Regions from separate parts of the Oryctolagus cuniculus genome. Here region 2 is linked to region 1. Evidence: chromatin contacts called from public Hi-C data. All regions are on one chromosome and are shown on one strand. Each heading gives the region's core, a stretch centred on a gene start, on an enhancer-like site or on the middle of the called end of the contact. The rest is flanking DNA. Distances are from core to core; before and after follow the strand shown. Region 1 overlaps PHC2 (polyhomeotic homolog 2). Region 2 holds the start of A3GALT2 (alpha 1,3-galactosyltransferase 2).

Region 1 (3,154 bases), core at 396-2,895:
CCCAGGGGTCCCCTGCAGGTGCCAAGCCTGGTGTCACGGACAGTGTGACAGAGCCGCTCAAGAAGGGAGATGGCAGCAGCAGCACCAGCAGCAGCAGCAGCGTGCCCGGGAGCACGGAGGGCCGGGCTGGACCGGGCCGGGCAGTGCCCGCTGTGGCCGCCCACCCCCTCATTGCACCAGGTAAGAGCTCCAGGAAGAAGGCATCCCAGAGCACAGGTCGGGGGAAGCTTTCTGACGTCCTATGGGCGTTGGTGTGCAGCGTCCGCCCTTCTCTCTCCCGGTCCGGAGGTATTCGCCAGCCCTTGATCCCACTTCATGCTTCTGCCTGACTAAGGAAGGGAAGCCACACCCCTTGGCATAAGCCAGTGCTCCCTTGCTATGATTCTTGGGTGCACACTCATGGCTCTGAGCCTGGAGTGCGTGGAGGCTGGCAGTAGACCATTCTGAAATTCCTATGGCTCAGGGAAAAGGACACAGGACGGGGCCAGCCAGAAGTAGGTGAGAGCCACTCTGGGAGGTTAGAAAGGGTGACCTTCATCTTCTCATTGTACTGCAGACATTCATCCTCCAATATGGTGATGCAGGGACCAGTGGGCCCCGGGCCCCGGGCCCCGCCCCTGGCCAGCTCTGGAGATGCAGGGACCTTTGGGCCCTGGGCCCCGCCCCCGGCCAGCTCTGGAGATGCAGGGACCTTTGGGCCCCAGGCCCTGCCCCCAGCCAGCTCTGGAGATGCAGGGACCTGTGAGCCCCAGGCCCCGCCCCCGGCCAGCTCTGGAGATGCAGGGACCTTTGGGCCCCGGGCCCTGCCCCCGGCCAGCTCTGGAGATGCAGGGACCTGTGAGCCCCGGGCCCCGCCCCCGGCCAGCTCTGGAGATGCAGGGACCTGTGAGCCCCGGGCCCCGCCCCCGGCCAGCTCTGGAGATGCAGGGACCTTTGGGCCCCAGGCCCCGCCCCCAGCCAGCTCTGCAGATGCAGGGACCTTTGGGCCCCGGGCCCCGGGCCCCGCCCCCGGCCAGCTCTGGTGATGCAGGGACCTGTGAGCCCCGGGCCCCGCCCCCGGCCAGCTCTGGTGATGCAGGGACCAGTGAGCCCCGGGCCCCGCCCCTGGCCAGCTCTGCAGATGCAGGGACCTTTGGGCCCCGGGCCCCGCCCCCGGCCAGCTCTGGAGATGCAGGGACCTGTGAGCCCCGGGCCCCGCCCCCGGCCAGCTCTGGTGATGCAGGGACCTGTGAGCCCCGGGCCCCGCCCCCGGCCAGCTCTGGAGATGCAGGGACCAGTGAGCCCCGGGCCCCTCCCCCGGCCAGCTCTGGAGATGCAGGGACCTTTGGGCCCTGGGCCCCGCCCCTGGCCAGCTCTGGAGATGCAGGGACCAGTGATCAGTGGTCCAGGACCACCTGCTGTGAGCTAGGCCTCAGTGAGAAGGCAGCCAGCTGGTAGGGTGTTATTGGTGCTGTGCTGCACTGTGCTGCGAGTGCTAGAGGAGCATGATGGAGCCCCTGGCCTGGGGGCCAGCAGAGCGTGGGAGGCAAGTTCTGTGTCGGGACCAATCAGTGTTCCTTGGCCAGCTTCCCTTCTCTGCCTGCAGAAATCCTCCCAGCACTGCCTATTATAGGAAACCTGTGATGGAAAAATCTGGCAAGAGCCCTAGAAGCCAGCCTTATCAGCCTGGAGAACACGAGCAAGCTGTCAGAGCACAGAACTAAGCATCACAGGGAGCCGAGGCTTTGCTCCCCAGGCGGCCGCCAACCCCGTGTCCGCAGCCAGGCTGTGTGCAGCCAGTCTAACCTGCACTCTTGCCCTTGAGAACCTGCTGCGTCCTTGTCCCTGGATTAAAACGAAGATGATCAAAATAGGGCTGCTTTCTCTCTTTTTAGGATTTATTGCTGCTGTGGTGCACTAAGTTAATCCTTGGCCTGCAGTGCCAGCATCCCATATGGGCGCCGGTTCTAGTCCCGGCTGCTCCATTTCCGATCCAGCTCTCTGCTGTGGCCTGGGAAAGCAGTGGAACATGGCCCAAGTGCTTGGGCCCCTGCACCCCCATGAGAAGCCAGGAGGAAGCACCTGGCTTCAGATAGGCGTGGCTCTGGCCATTGCGGCCATCTGAGAGTGAACCAACGGAAAGAAGACTTTTCTCTCTGTCTCTCCCTCTCACTGTCTGTAACTCTACCTCTCAAATAAATAAAATCCTTTTTTTTTTAATTTATTTACTTATTTAAAAGGCAGAGCAACAGAGAGGAAGAGACATAGACAGAGATCTTCTATCTGCTGGTTCACTCCTTAATGGCTAGACCAGGTTGAAGCCAGGAGCTTGGAACCCCATCCAGGTCTCCCATGTGGGTTCAGGGGCCTAAGCACTGGGGCTGTCTTCCTCTGCTTTCCTAGGGGCATTAGCAGGGAGTTAGATGGGAAGCAGAGCAGCTAGGACTCAAATTCACTCAGATAACAAGATGCCGGTGTGCAGGCAGCAGTTTTACTGTCTGTACCACCACGCCGGCCCCCGAATATTATCTCTTACCTAAAGGAGTGCACAGTCAGAAGGAAGGGGCAGATGTTTAAGCCAGTCCCATCAACGCCAGCATCTGAGGAGTAAGCACAGGGTGGACACAGAGGGTCAGAGGGATGGCACGTGTGTCTCACACAGACGGCCGGAGGAAAGCACAGGGAGAGCAAGCGGCACTGAGTTGGGGAAACTGAGCCGAGGCTCTCTGTTCGCCTTTTTGAGATTTCCAAAGCCACCCAGGGCTGAAGGTCAGCCGCCACCTTCCGGTGGCCCCTGCAGAGTGGAGGAAGGCGCCTCCCTGCCGAGGCTCCCTGCACTGTGGTTCTAGATGTTTCCCCAGAGACGGGGCTAGGCTTTCCTCTCGTGGATAAAGAAACCATTGACAGCAGTTTGGACTAGAGCTAGGGCGTAAGGCAGTGTTTCTCGAATGTTCTCATTCAGCCCACAAGCCTTGGAGAAACCCTGGGGCCTCAGGACTTCCCGAGAGCCTTGGGCCATGCAGCCTCTCTCCAAACCTCAGACAGACCCTGAAATCCTAAGGGCAGTTCTGGAGTGAGTGCGGGCTCCTCCTGAGGCTGTGTGGTAGCACTGAGGCCCCGGGCGGGCGCCAGCGCTAACCAACTCCACCTCGTACCAGCCGATGTGCTGGGTGGT
Region 2 (2,882 bases), core at 275-2,774, 44 kb after region 1:
AGTACAAGATGGCCCAAGTCCTTGGGCCCTGGCACCCATATGGGAGACCCGGATGAAGTTCCTGGCTCCTAGCTTCAGATTGGCCGAGCTCAGGCCCTTGCAGCCATTTGAGGAGTGAACCAGTGGATGGAAGACCTTTCGCTCTGTCTGTAACTCTGCCTTTCAAATAAGTAAGTCTCAAAAAGTACTTTGGTGCCACAAAAAATAAAAAAATCTAGAAATCCACGCATAGCTTTGATGATACACATTTTCCATGAACTTCTTGAAGACCTCTCTTTCCTTGGGTGTCAGCAACATGTTTCATGAAACAGTACCCTTGACATGCAGTCCATTCCTAGCCTGTCTCCCTTTCTCTTGGTGCTTTTAAAGTCGTGATCCTCATCCACTGAACTGGTATCACAGCTCCCAGATGGTTTATAGCGAGCACTTTTTAAGTTAGCATTTCCATCTCTAAACATTAAGCTTTTTTCCTTTTTATTAACACTAATTGTACATGCTGCAAGAAGCATCTGACTGAACAGTGTCACGGGTGGTGAGAGCACTCACCAGAGCAGTGAGCAATGCCGTACCAGGACGGCCAGAGGCTGCGCGTTTAAACAGCTGCAAACTAGGAGGCATACATTTATCTGCAGTGTCTTCCCAGTCAGGGTGAGTTTTCCCATGATCCAACAGGTTTTCCCAGCTAGGTGATTTGCATATCTGGGCAGAGCAGGGGAGCTGGGGCAACCCTCTGCATTCCCAGCGGGCCAGCAGTGACAAGTCTGTGGCACTCGGAAGGTCTCCTGTAACTGCTTCGTGCTGAACCGGGGTGTTGTGTCCCGCCCTGGAACTGTGCCAGGGTTTCAGGGTGTCCCAGTGTCCCAGCTGCGGGGCTCCCGCAGTGGCAGAGCCTCGAGGAGGAGGAGGTGATGCCCTAGAAATGTCCTGTTACCCAGGGGCCTGTAGGTGGCCCCACCTGGAGGAGAGTTGTGTTTGCGTGTTCTGGAGGAGACACGCTGAGTTACTCTCAGGCAGTCACACCTAAGAACCCTTCCTTTGCAACCTGTTGGCTTTTTCTGATTTTGTTTAGGATCGACACCAGGATTCCATCTTGATTTTTATCCCCTCCATGTGATAACAGAATTTTTCGGCGCACACCACTGATCAGTCAGTCGCCCTGTAGCCAGGGTCTGTTTGTCCCTCCTAGCCAGGCTGGCTGTGAGCTGGTTGTTGGTCCCGTCCCACGCTGGGAGGGAATATCTGACCCCTAGGAGACAGTGTCAGAAACACTTTCAGCCACATCTGAGCACCCAAAAGGTTTCAGGAGTGGCTCTTAGACTAACTTTACCTGGGGTCCATTGCTAAGCTTTAGGCTGAGCTGTTTCGTAGGCGTGAGACCCGAATGGAGTTCCTGGTCCTGGCTTCAGCCTGGCCCAGCCTCCCAGCCGTTGTGGCCATCTAGGGAGTGAACCAGTGGATGGAAGATGGATCTCTGTCTCTCTCTGCCTCTCCCAAACTGACTTTCAAAATAAATGAACAAATCTTTTTTTTTTTTTTTTTTTGACAGGCAGAGTGGATAGTGAGAGAGACAGAGAGAAAGGTCTTCCTTTTGCCGTTGGTTCACCCCCCAATGGCCGCCACGACTGGCTAGTGTGCTGCGACCGGCGCACCGTGCCGATCCGAAGGCAGGAGCCAGGTGCTTCTCCTGGTCTCCCATAGGGTGCAGGGCCCAAGGACTTTGGCCATCCTCCACTGCCTTCCCGGGCCACAGCAGAGAGCTGGCCTGGAAGAGGGGCAACCGGGAAAGAATCTGGCGCCCCGACCGGGACTAGAACCTCTTGTGCCGGTGCCGATAGGTGGAGGATTAACCTATTGAGCCGCAGCGCCGGCCTGAACAAATCTTTAAACATAAATAAGTTAAGGACAGCTTTCCTAAGCAGTCAGGCTCACAAAGACAACAGATGATCTTACAGACGGCGACGAGAGATCACGCTGAGGACAGCATCGTAACTCAGAGTTCTGCTCAAGGACTGGCCGCCCGTTCTGGAAGTCTGCTGGGTCCAGGCAACATTACAAAAGAAAATGTGACGCCTGTTTTTGGGGTCAGGGGGCCAAGCTGATCCCAGTTAAGGAGATCGTCCCATTCTTCAGAACCACCACACATCGGGACAAGAGGAGAAAATGCCCCACCCAAGAGACAACCCTGCAAAGCTTTGCCAGGGCGTCTGTCAGGGAGAGCCCGGTTCCAATGGGAGTCGGCTTCAGCAGAGTGCCCCGCCCACTGGAGGGCCCGACAGCACCTTCTCAGCAAGGAGAGTGGCACCACAAGTCTTTCAGGCCAGTGTGGTCCCAAGAGGGGTGGTCAGTTGAGAAGCAGGGAGAGAGGGAGCCCCCCAAGATGGAATGGAAGGGGTCCTCCGCTCCCAGGGCGAGCACGGGGCCTCCCCATGCCACCAGAGTGACCCACACATGGGCAAGCTCCCAGGCCAGAGACGGGGGGAAGGGCTGGGAGTGACCAGGAGGCCAACAGCAGGCATGGATTCTCCCGGAGGAGCTGCTGCTGCCTATGGCGCCACATGTGGGAGGTTGGTTCCTGGCAATCAGAGAAGCTACCAAAACGTCTCGGGACACGAGCAGCCAAGGCCAGTGGCCCCAGTGAGGAAAAAAATTCAGCAGGGCAGTCGGCGAGCAGAGTTAGGCTTACTGAGCACACTGCAGGGGAGCGGTGGGCAGCCCGGCCAGAGGCTGGCCGCGGCATCACGGACGACCATCTAAGGCGCGAACCTGTGACAGCACTATCTTCACGATCCAGTGGCTGTCCCAGGCAAGGGAGTGGCGGTTTGAAGTGGAACTGGGGAGCGGGCACCGCCCTTAGCTTCGGGATTTGCCCTGTGCCCCTGGGG

What was found. Hi-C and Micro-C count contacts between places; a contact is called where the count stands out from the background.
Region 2: a contact with region 1 is called in a Hi-C map of liver, with 4 times the contacts expected there. The contact joins the promoter of A3GALT2 here to the enhancer-like site in region 1. A contact is called at or near these places in 3 of 6 Hi-C or Micro-C datasets (ear pinna, liver and psoas muscle).

What each region holds. Positions count from the first base shown.
Region 1 is chr7:139,251,031-139,254,184 of mOryCun1.1, forward strand. It overlaps PHC2 (polyhomeotic homolog 2), which reads left to right. Exons shown (of 16, transcript XM_070078788.1): 7 at 1-180. Among named protein-coding and RNA genes, the nearest start is that of A3GALT2, 44 kb to the right of the region's middle. Within about 2 kb of position 1,646, at least 2 of the 8 cell types and tissues checked have an H3K27ac peak or open chromatin away from gene starts, as enhancers often do.
Region 2 is chr7:139,294,783-139,297,664 of mOryCun1.1, forward strand. It overlaps A3GALT2 (alpha 1,3-galactosyltransferase 2), which reads left to right and starts at 1,525. Exons shown (of 5, transcript XM_070078794.1): 1 at 1,525-2,882.